Regions from separate parts of the Rattus norvegicus genome. Here region 1 is linked to region 2. The links are chromatin contacts, called in public HiChIP or PLAC-seq maps. All regions are on one chromosome and are shown on one strand. The core of a region is the stretch at or near the end of the contact, and the rest is flanking DNA. Distances in the headings are between cores, read along the strand shown.

Region 1 (5,497 bases), core at 1,902-4,401, 190 kb before region 2:
GGGGAAATGATCGAGGTGTGGTTCCGTGGTAAACTACGCGTTTACCATCTTTGCAAGAGACCCTGGGGACGACCCCAACACTGAGCGCGCACACAGGGCTAGGGGAGTGCGGGACAGCTGCAATCCCAGCATTTGGGCAGTCAAGGCTACAACCCAAGGGTGAGCTCTCTCTCCAGAACGGTATGTAAGCATTAACTCTTTAAAAGTGTTAAGCTTAGATAAATGTTTGGCGATGAGGAGAAAGTAGAAGCATGGAGGGATCCACACATTCTCTCATTGCTGAGCAGCCAAGACCCTTTCATCGTCTGGCATCTTGTGTGTCCACCCACCATCCTGCTGAGTTGCAATGTTGTTGACTTAAGCTACACTGGGCTGTGCATGAGGGAAAGAAAGCCTGTCGGCTCACTTTAATAAGTCAACATGTCCCCGAGCCTCAGGTAAACAGAAGGTAACTCCTCGGGAATTCCCAAGGAGGGACAAATCATTCTAGGCTCAGCACCGCCCAGATTTTTCAAAGGGCTTTGTGACAACCCAGAAATGCCTGGGCCTGACTCCTACCACTAGGTGTCACACTGAACAATACCGAGGTCGATGCCAAGGCCTGAGGTTGTAGAACAGAGAACTTCTCAATGAAGGCTTACATACTCCTTCATTTCATACCTGCAGCCCCAAATCACCCTCTGATGTACCTTTTACAGGTGGGGCTTTGAGTTCCTGCTGTGGTACTTTTTTTTTTCTTTTTTTACAAATTTTAACTGCATATTCATTAAAATAGGATATGGTGCTTAAATTTTTTATTTTTATGTGTATAAATGTTTGGCCTGCATGTTTGTGTGTGCATCACCTTCATGCTTGGTGCCAGACAGTATTCAATTCCCAGGAATTAAGAGTTGTGGGCCACCACATGGGTGCTGGGAAACAAACTCAGGTCTTCTGGAAGAGCGGCCAGTGCTATTAACTGCTGAATCCGTTCCTCCAGTCCCTGCTAATTTTTAAAGAACTTTCCCCAGATGGAAAAACACCTCCCCTCTACTTTATCTCCCAAGTGGAAGAGAGATTTTGGAGGTGGGGGGACTTTTTAAGACAGGGTCTTATGTTGCCCACGTTGACCTCAAACTAGGCTAAATACTTTTAGTGTATTCCAAATTATACTACAGTTTTGCAAGGTGTTCCCAAGTGTTAACAAGAACTTTACCAAAATGATTAATATATTGTAGTAGAAATTAGGCAAACTGATATTGGGTTCCTGGGTAAATTTCTAGGTACTTTGTTTTCTTTTCTTAGGAAAATGGGAACAACACCTAGCTTACACTATTATTTCTGAGAACCAACAGTGATGCATACAGAGCTGGGTTTCTTCAAAAATTTATACTGTGATAGTTCCAAAAGTCCATGTTCCTACTTCCAAAGCAGAGACATATTTCAAGACAAATGATACCCATTTGATGCCCCCAAAGTACCTTAAATATTCCAGGACTAACATGCAATTCCAGCACTCAGGGAAGCTGAGAGAGACGTCTTACTAACAGTACAAGGTTAACCTAAACAACACAGGGAGATTCAGACCATCCTGGGGCTATAACGTTAAACCCTGTCTCAAACCACCTCACCAGCAGAGAGCCAATCTCATTATTATAAAAGCAAGTATACCATAGAAAAAAGTTAAGTGACTTCTCCAACTAATGTATTTAGTGAAAGACAAGTGTGGAATTGAGGTCTCCTACTTAGGATCAGTCTCACTTTAATCCAGTAATTATACTTGCAGAGATGATGAAGAGGATTTGCTGAGGAAGTCTTAACTTTAACGTGACGTTGTTGTCTGGAAGTTTTTGTTTTTTCCTGGACTTTGAATCTTTTCCCCCAGTGTCCTCACTTTCATACTGTGGGGGAGGCAGTGGAATTACGAAGAGAGGAGAGTTGCTACAAGGCTCAACAAGAAAAAGATCACTCAAATTTCACCAGAAATCTATGCAGAACAGGAAGCCTACTGGGTCTATTCTGACAAACTGTGATCCAAGTTGCTTTAATTTTCCCGAGTTACCTCACACTTGCAGGCTCCTAAGTCGGGATGGGGTGGAAGCAACACTTCTACTTTTGCAGGTAAAACTAGGGGATCACAGGCCCAAATCCCTTTCTTGAGGAGTAGCCACCCACAATGCTGCGGTCCCTGGGAAGCAAGGAAGCTAGTAGAACCAGCAGGTTTCAGATGTGGTCAGTGTTAGGACTATGTTGAGCCTCCTGCAGGATGCTTCAAAGTTACTTTCTTAGCTATGTTTAAGAGGCTAGGGCACTAAACCAGTTGTTCTGCTAGGCATTCACAATAAGCTCCGGCTTTATTCTCTACAAGTTAACAAGTTAACTCCAACAGCAAGAACTCAACAGTTTCTGTTGCATGGAAGCTACAACTTCTACAAAGATTAACACCTTGCATTACTTGGGGGAAAATGTGGTTCCCATATGGAGCTAGACTTTGCCCCTCCCCCGCTGCCCCTCCCCCGGGCGAGATTATTGACCCCTCGGAATTAATCTAGGGGTTCTCCAGGCGCTTGGATTTTGTTGTTGTTGTTATTGGTTTTGTTTGTTTGAATGCCAAAGTGTCTACAGCTTCGAGGGGGGATGGTGAAGGGCAGCCAAATGTCCATGCACTGCAAAGAGCCTGAAACACAGACGACCCGGAATCACTCATACGTCCGTCGTCGCAGAAATTTAGGAGAAGCGAATCCCTGCACCCAGCCAGCCATTTCCACTCTTGGGTTTTCAAAAGATCAAGAACCGGAAAGGACCTGCAAATTGGCAAATCTCTAAGAGGAACAGCCTAGCAGGTTTGCGTCCTTGGAATCTCAGCAGCTTGGGACCCCAAACCAAAGTCGTCGGTGGGAAACCCCAGGGAAAGAAGGGCTCTTGTAGAACGCTGGGGTTACTGAGTGCAGGCTGCAGGGAAGTACCTAGAGGGAGGGGGCCTGGTCGGGAGGACTTTCCAGCCACTCAGGGCTCATCAAAAAGTTCCCTGTACATGACCCCAGTGGCTCATCGTAGGGAGTTTCTCTGATGAACCCCGGCCCTGGGTTTAGGCTTCTCAGTCGAGGACGAGCCAGTTCTTTTTCTAGTCTGACTGGCTTGGAAATTCCCCGCGCCTGACCCCGCCCCTGAGAAATCCCCTGCCAGCGTTTATAGGGCGCCGAGGCGGCGCTGCCGAGCCCACAACAGTCTGAACTCGCCACCCAACTGCCAGCAGCCTGCACCCTGCACCCGCTCAGCTCCGCACAGCCATGTTTCAGCCAGCTGGGCACGGCCAGGACTGGGCCATGGAGGGCCCGCGGGACGGCCTCAAGAAGGAGCGGTTGGTGGACGACCGCCACGACAGCGGCTTGGACTCCATGAAGGACGAGGATTACGAGCAGATGGTGAAGGAGCTGCGGGAGATCCGCCTGCAGCCGCAGGAGGCGCCTCTGGCTGCCGAGCCCTGGAAGCAACAGCTCACGGAGGACGGAGACTCGTAAGTGGCGGCGGGCTCGGGCATGGGCACGGGCGGGGTCGCGCGGGGCCTGCACCGCGCTCGGGGCTCTGCACGGCGGGGCTGCGGGGCTACGGGGCTACAGAGCTGCGGGCGCCGGGCCGCCTGCCTCCCCATCCCCCCACCCCATTTCCCGGGACCCGGAGTAGCCGAGCGCAGGCCGGGGGCGGGGCGGCAACGAGGACGCAAAGTCCCCGCCTGGCAGAGTTTCCGCGCAGCCGCCGGGCGCTGCGCGGCCGCGAGGGGAAGTACAGGGCGTTCCGGGCGGCGGAGGGCGGGCCGGTCTGGCCGGCGCCCGCCCGGAGGGGGTGGGGCACGGAAAGTCCCTGGGCGGCTGCCAGGAACACTCAGCTCATAATAACCTCGCGGAAAACACCGCGGCCGCGGCCTCCAGAAACCCCGGCCTTGCGCAATCCCCCGCAGCCCGCGCCTCTCGGGGGCCCCACGCAGTGCGCTCACCACCCCTGGGGGGTTTCCCTGTCATCCCGCAGGTTCCTGCACTTGGCAATCATCCATGAAGAGAAGACACTGACCATGGAAGTGATTGGTCAGGTGAAGGGAGACCTGGCCTTCCTCAACTTCCAGAACAACCTGCAGCAGGTGCGGGCTTGCCCAGCTGTGCCCTCTTTGACCCCGTGGTGGAGTTAGATGAAGCTCAGTCGCCCCCAAAGCGTTTCTAAATTAACAGTCACGGTCCTTATCTGCCCTGGCCTTTTACATTCAAATTAGCCAAAGTCTTAGAGCAAGAAGGAAAATCCCAAGGGTTGGTTGAGGTCTTTATGACCCACGTAGGGCCTCCTGTTTGCCTGATCTCCTGTAGACAAATGGGAGGAGGGGATTCTGTAATAGGAGGTGTCTGGGGTTCAGGAAACTCAAGACTATGGGTTTGCTCCATGGCTTAGGCTCTTTCTGTTTCCTCTTCCATTCGTAGACTCCACTCCACTTGGCTGTGATCACCAACCAGCCAGGAATTGCTGAGGCACTTCTGAAAGCTGGCTGTGATCCTGAGCTCCGAGACTTTCGAGGAAATACCCCTCTCCATCTTGCCTGTGAGCAGGGCTGCCTGGCCAGTGTAGCAGTCTTGACTCAGACCTGTACGCCCCAGCATCTCCACTCCGTCCTGCAGGCCACCAACTACAACGGTAGGTCTGCCAGTCCATCCAGGGACGCAGAGAAGGGAGAGACGGGTCCCCTTGAGTCTAGCCTGGAGCTAAAACGCCTCAACGTATAAGAAGTTCAGGCAGTGTGGACTTTTAAAAAGTCTTCTCCATGATTCCTACATGACGTTCACTGAGAACCCAGACTTTTGAGTTCTTCAAAATTGAGGTTGTTTGTGGTTGTCCCCAAGAAAGGAGACGTGACTTGTGTGAGGATTGAAACAAGTGGTTACAGTTCCGTCTTATATCCTGCAGGCCACACGTGTCTACACTTAGCCTCTATCCATGGCTACCTGGGCATCGTGGAGCACTTGGTGACTTTGGGTGCTGATGTCAACGCTCAGGTGAGTACTTCCCCTTCCTCCTAAACTCTGCTGGGCTGGCTCTTACTGTGAGCAGATTTCCAGATAAACACTTCTGATTGCCTTTGGTTTCAGGAGCCCTGTAATGGCCGGACAGCCCTCCACCTTGCAGTGGACCTGCAGAATCCTGACCTGGTCTCGCTCCTGTTGAAGTGTGGGGCTGATGTCAACAGAGTAACCTACCAGGGCTACTCCCCCTACCAGCTTACGTGGGGCCGCCCAAGTACCCGGATACAGCAGCAGCTGGGCCAGCTGACCCTGGAAAATCTTCAGACGCTGCCCGAGAGTGAGGATGAGGAGAGCTATGACACGGAGTCAGAATTCACGGAAGATGAGGTGCGTGTTCATTACTGCCAGAGTGGTCCATTCTCCCTCACCACACCTAGGTCTGTTCTAGAGCTGTTCTGTATCATAGGGACCTGAGTTATTCAACTTCTCAGTCTCAGCTTGCAAAGCCAGGATCC
Region 2 (5,374 bases), core at 250-2,749:
CTTTCAAACCACGTCTTTATACTGTGTGCAAATGACTCTCCAGGATACAGCTGATTATTCCTTAGATACAAAAGAATGTCCAGGAGTTGGTTTGAATACTGATCATCATTCATGTCTTTGCCATGATCAAAGAAGGCTTTTAAAGTTTCCAACAGAGGGATGAGATTATGACCTACCAACTCCTGATACAAACTCCAAGCCACGTTCACATCTTGATGAAGGAGGGCTCCTTGTATACAGTCACCATAGTTCTTTTTGGAAGGGACCATGACTTTTTTAATATCTTCTAACAGCAACAAGGCCTCTCTCCATCTGTCTGAGTGGATTAATCCCCGGATGAGAAGGGTGTAACCCCCAGATTCTAAACTCTTGTACTTGGCTTTCATTATTTCGTAGACATCGATAACTTCTGACGTCTGCTTATGAAAGACACAGAGATATAAATACTTGACGAGTAAATTATACCCCACGATACCATTGTTCTTTGCTGCTACCCAAGCCAGGAGAGACTTGGCCACATCGACTGAACTGCAGCTGCGTGTCATCTGTGAAATGACGAAGTCTTCGAAACTGGCCTTTCCTTTGAAATCTTCTTTAAGTTTATCCCACTCTTCGGAATTCAAAGGTTTAGTTGGGAGTTGGACAGTGCTTTTCACAGGCAAGGTGTGACCTTGATTCTGAGGGTTACCACTTAGGTGGGACCTCTTCTTAGCCTCTCCAGCAGCAAAATAATGAGGACCAGAAGAAGCTTGTTTATTGCTGTCATTTCCTTTCTTGAGTGTTCTAGCTTTAGTAACCAGTAGATTGAGTATTTTGCTATTTGGAGGGGTGGTAGGTTTAACAGAAAACCATCTCTGTTGGTTCCCGATGACACAGTGAACCCCGAGAAAGAAAGAGGCAGAAGAGGTCGCAGGGCCTAGTTCAAAATAAGGGTTGCTCTTCCAAAGTTTCAGAAAGCTCCGAAAACCAGACAAATAGAAAGTCATTCTGCTGTGAGTTGAATGAGACAACTTCTAAAAACAGCTTCACTCCACTATGTAAAATTAAGGTATTGAGGGCTGAAGACAGTGGAAGCCCAGTTCTTGAATTTTTTTTTTTTTTTTGTTTCTCCCTTATAAACAAGCCAAGATTATATGTTTGGAGCGATTTAATGTGAAGGAAAGCACAAGAGTTCTATTCATTAAATAACAATCCAAGGACATCCAACACTAGTAGCAATCCCTAAACCAGAAGACGGAACGGAAATCCTGAGGTGCCTGTTACCTTCCAATTTTCGAATCTGAAGAAAAAGCACATGGACCTCCCAGTTTAACTCCTGCGGATTACTACGGTCCTGAAGAGGGGCGGGATATCACGGGAGCGAGAACACGAAAATAAATAAAATCAGTCAGGAACCACCAACCGTAGTTCCAGCAGCAGCAAGAAAAGCCAGTCTAGGGTTCCTTGCTTTTCACAACTCTCTCCAGGACGCAAAACTCTTCAGAGAAGGGGGTGGGAATCAAGGAAATGCAGCATAAACATCACAGAGAAGGAAGTGAGGTTGAGAAAGAGTTCAGACTTAACTGTACGGACTGCTGACAAACGAAGTTCACTTCATGAAACAACACACCACGCTACTCAAGCTTAAAGCAACCATAAATGCGGCGAAAACTACAATTCCCACAAGGCACCGCGCTGAACGAGCCGCTGGGGCCTGAATGGCTGGAATTCAGGCGTTCTGTTGAGTATGGCGAAGATAAAGGTAATTTTGAAATTTTTAGTATCCAAGAGGGCTGGGTACAGCTTCGGAAGCGTCTATTACATCTTGGGAACTGTTAAGGTTTCCAGAGAGAAAACAAAAATGTGACGAAAATACTTTTCTCAATTAGGAAATGCCAATGGAGTCCTTCACCTGTGGTGCGCACGCGCCAAATGCCCAAACGAAGAAGTCACGCAGATTTCTTCTGGCCTTTAAATATCTGACTTGCTGAGCTGGGACACCCCCTTAAGAAGGATAATTTTTTTCATCTATTTCATGTCTGATTTCGTCCCTGTTAGCGTGATCGCCGTATCTGGAATAGCTACAACATCTTTCCTTTTTTTTCTTTATAGCCAAGGCTTCCGCCCTTGCCCAAGATGGCGTACAGGCATCCTTCTTAACTTCCACTTGTTTTGGTGGCGTCTGACGTTGCAGCTGGTAGTGGGTGGAGCTGTTAACAAACCGCAAATGTAGGGTCCTCTGAGCGGGAGTCAGCCATGGACTGGAAAGACGTGCTTCGTCGGCGGTTAGCGTCGCCCAACTCGGATCCAAAGAGTGAGTTTGAGAGGGACCGCCCTCTAGATAGCCCGCCCTAGGCTAGAAGTGGCGGACCAGGTGAATAGGGTAGCGGAGGAAGTGAGAGCCGTACTTTGCGCGTCTGTTAAACTTCCCTGACAAAGGAGTCAGAGTGGAATGTGCTTTCGAGATATACCAAGGGGTGACCCACATTTCTTGGTAAATGACCTGCTAGGAATGAAAGCATAACGGTGGTTCCCATTTTCCACGATCTTAAACTTAGAAACTAGACTTAGGAACCTTGATTCAAACCTTCAATCTTACCAAGACTTGTAATTCATCCTTATAGGTTTTTTCCTCCGTAGGAACAGCGTTTTATCATATAGCCGAGGCTAGACTTGAATTATTTACCCTTTTTGTTCCTGCCTCCCGAGTGCCTGTCCCCTTTTACGCTCACTTTTCACTTAACCCTCCATTTTTAAATTTCATCAATCCGTTTTACATTGCTTGTACCTTGGTCCTTCACACTTGCTTGCCAGTCTTGTTAAATCCTTCCAGTTCCACACCAGCTCCTGGGCAGCTGCAATTGGCTAAAGCAAAACAGAACCTGGCTAGAGAGATGGCTCAGCCAATTAGAGGCTAGACCCAAACCAAAAAGATAACCCAAATCATTGTGCATTGTGAGTTCTATGCTAAAGTATCTGTTTTGGTTGTATCTGCAAGAAGAGCATTTGCTTTTCTACACTTAATTCATCTTCCCAAACCTCCAGTCTGGCTTCTCTGTTGTTCCCCTTAAATTGGTGAGCTAGCTTATTTTTCAACTCTGTATCTCAAAGAGGAAGTAGACGCAGGTTATAAAGGAGAGCCTCAACTGTTGCCAGTTACCATTTCTCTCAGGTCTTAGGTATGTATCCTTACCTCCGACCTTCACCTTTAAAATGAATTGTCACTGAGCACATGGCTTTAATCCCAGCACTTGGGAGGCAGAGGCAGGTAGATCTCTGAGATGGAGACCAGCGTGGTCTACAGAGTTCCTGGACAGCCAGGACTACACAAAGAAACCCTGTCTCTAGAAAAGAGTTGAGTGTAGTTGAGTCCCTCCTGCCCCTCACTAGACTGCATTCTTTCTCATACGGTCACTGGCTTCTCTTCAGTGTTTTCCTCTCATACATTGGTAACTTTGCTTTTTCTCCTCAATCATTTCCATTGCCATTAACAAGTGTGTAATGTATGTGCATGTGCACTGCCTGCTGAGCGAAAATTGAGGACGTGGCCTACACCTGGTTGAGGAGAAGCTTTTGCTGTAGCTACGAGGGCGAGTTCAGACTAGGAGAGTCCCGGCTGAACCGGAGCAGCAGAATAGACTTTAGCATGAGAGGAGAGTGGTGGGAAAGAGCAAGGGGGAGGGGCAAGTGGACCAAGAGAGCACGTGGGTACCAAGAGAGTGAGTGAGGAGCCCACATGCCTGAGTTATACGGGATCAGAAGCTGAAGGAAGCTGAGTCCACTGGGGTGGTTTAGGGTAGGCCGTGAGGTGAGAAAAGCAAGGAGGAGCAAGCTGGGATCCTGCTTCTGCTGATATGTTAGTAGGCACCTCAGTTAGCCATTTGTCCCAGGTTTCTTTGAGACCTGACACCTGCAAAGGCCTGCAGAAGGTACTGGATCCCCTGGAGCAGGAGTTACACTTGGTTGCCATGTGGGTGCTGGAAAACAAACCGGAGCCCTCTACAAGAGCAGCACGTGCTCTTAATCTACTGAGTCATCTCCCCAGTTCCCCTCCAAAGATTGCTGCTTTTCTCTTCACCTTTAATAGGAATACTACAACCGGACAGACCCTGAGTATACAGCAAATTATCTAGATTATGTGGATAATATTAACAGCTCCTTCTTAAGGCTGTAGCCACCAGTGTAGTAGATCCCCTATGCTAAATCTCTTTGCATACCAAAGGCTATATGTTCTTAAGCCCTTTACCTGGATTATCAGGTTTTCTTAATTGTTCTCATTAGTGTATAAAAAAGCTGGTATTTTTCCCAGTTAAGAAACTTCCTTAGGCCAGGTATATACCTGTAATTCCATCACTCCAGAGGCAGAAGCAGGAAAACCAATGCAAGTTACGCTAGTCTGTAAATGGCGAGTTCCAAGTTGGGGCTACAGATCACACCTTGTCTCAAAAGAAGTAAAGGAAAAACCAAAAAACAACAACAGCTCCCTTGTATGAGTTCCATACTTCTAGCTCTGCCTTGTACTTGTTTCTCTGGTAGCAACACTCAAAGACTTTGTGGTTTAAACTGTGCTTGTCTCTTATTCCTGCTTGTGAAGAATCATGAATGACCTCTACAAAGCTAATTCATTGGTCCTTCTCAACTCCCATTTTATTTGCAAAAATTTGCAGTTTTCTCCAGCAGTACTGAGCCTTACTAAAGAAACTGTGACTTGGTCCAAGGTTAAAGGTTAACATGACAGGGTCAACGGAAATGCTGTGACCTGGGGAAGTGCTCAGGAATCCCTAGAGTCATCTTGGGAAGAAAATGATGCAGAAGAAATAGTGTTGAGAAACTAGGTGGTAGAATTGAAGAGCCCAGTGAGGCTGAAGTGAAACTACAGTCCTGAGGTTCTAATTGATCAGGGGTGTGTGAGCGAGCTTACACCTTCAGAGAGAACCTACAGGAAAGACCTGTAATCTTGCTAGACATGGTAGCTCTCATCTGTAATCCCAGTACTTGGTCGACTGAGACAGCAGGCCATTTGAGCAACAGAGTGAGTAAGATTCTGTTTTAAAAAGAAGACAGAGAAAAACAAACAAACAAACAAAAAAAGAAGACAGAGGCTTGGGAATGTGGAGGTGTAGTTCAATGGTAGATGCCTGTGTGGTGAGCACACTGCCCAGGGTTTGGACCTCAGTAAGTATTATTTCCATGAATGTTCTCCTAAATAAAGAGAAATGGCTCACTGAGAAAGTAACTGTCTGTCACAGCAGGCGGGGGTGATGATAGAGGACGATGGGCACTGAATGTCAGCTTTTTCTTTTTTTCTTTTTTTTTTCTTTTTTCTTTTTTTTTCTTTTTTCTTTTTTTCGGAGCTGGGGACCGAACCCAGGGCCTTGCGCTCACTAGGCAAGCG

What was found. HiChIP or PLAC-seq counts read pairs in DNA pulled down with a chosen protein or histone mark.
Region 1: an H3K27ac HiChIP or PLAC-seq map of oligodendrocytes shows a contact between it and region 2, with 5 times the contacts expected there. The contact joins the promoter of Nfkbia here to the promoter of Prorp in region 2. A contact is called at or near these places in 8 of 12 Hi-C or Micro-C datasets (the A7r5 cell line, Schwann cells, frontal cortex and 5 more) and 1 of 1 datasets of contacts at active chromatin or transcription factors (oligodendrocytes).

What each region holds. Positions count from the first base shown.
Region 1 is chr6:78,594,726-78,600,222 of GRCr8, reverse strand. Nfkbia (NFKB inhibitor alpha) reads left to right here and starts at 3,151. Exons shown (of 6, transcript NM_001105720.2): 1 at 3,151-3,496; 2 at 4,006-4,114; 3 at 4,446-4,656; 4 at 4,927-5,015; 5 at 5,109-5,369. The coding sequence starts at 3,270.
Region 2 is chr6:78,402,267-78,407,640 of GRCr8, reverse strand. It overlaps Prorp (protein only RNase P catalytic subunit), which reads right to left and starts at 1,499. Exons shown (of 7, transcript NM_001106730.2): 1 at 1-1,499. The coding sequence starts at 986. It overlaps Ppp2r3c (protein phosphatase 2, regulatory subunit B'', gamma), which reads left to right and starts at 1,715. Exons shown (of 14, transcript NM_001014196.1): 1 at 1,715-1,741; 2 at 2,092-2,293. The coding sequence starts at 2,236.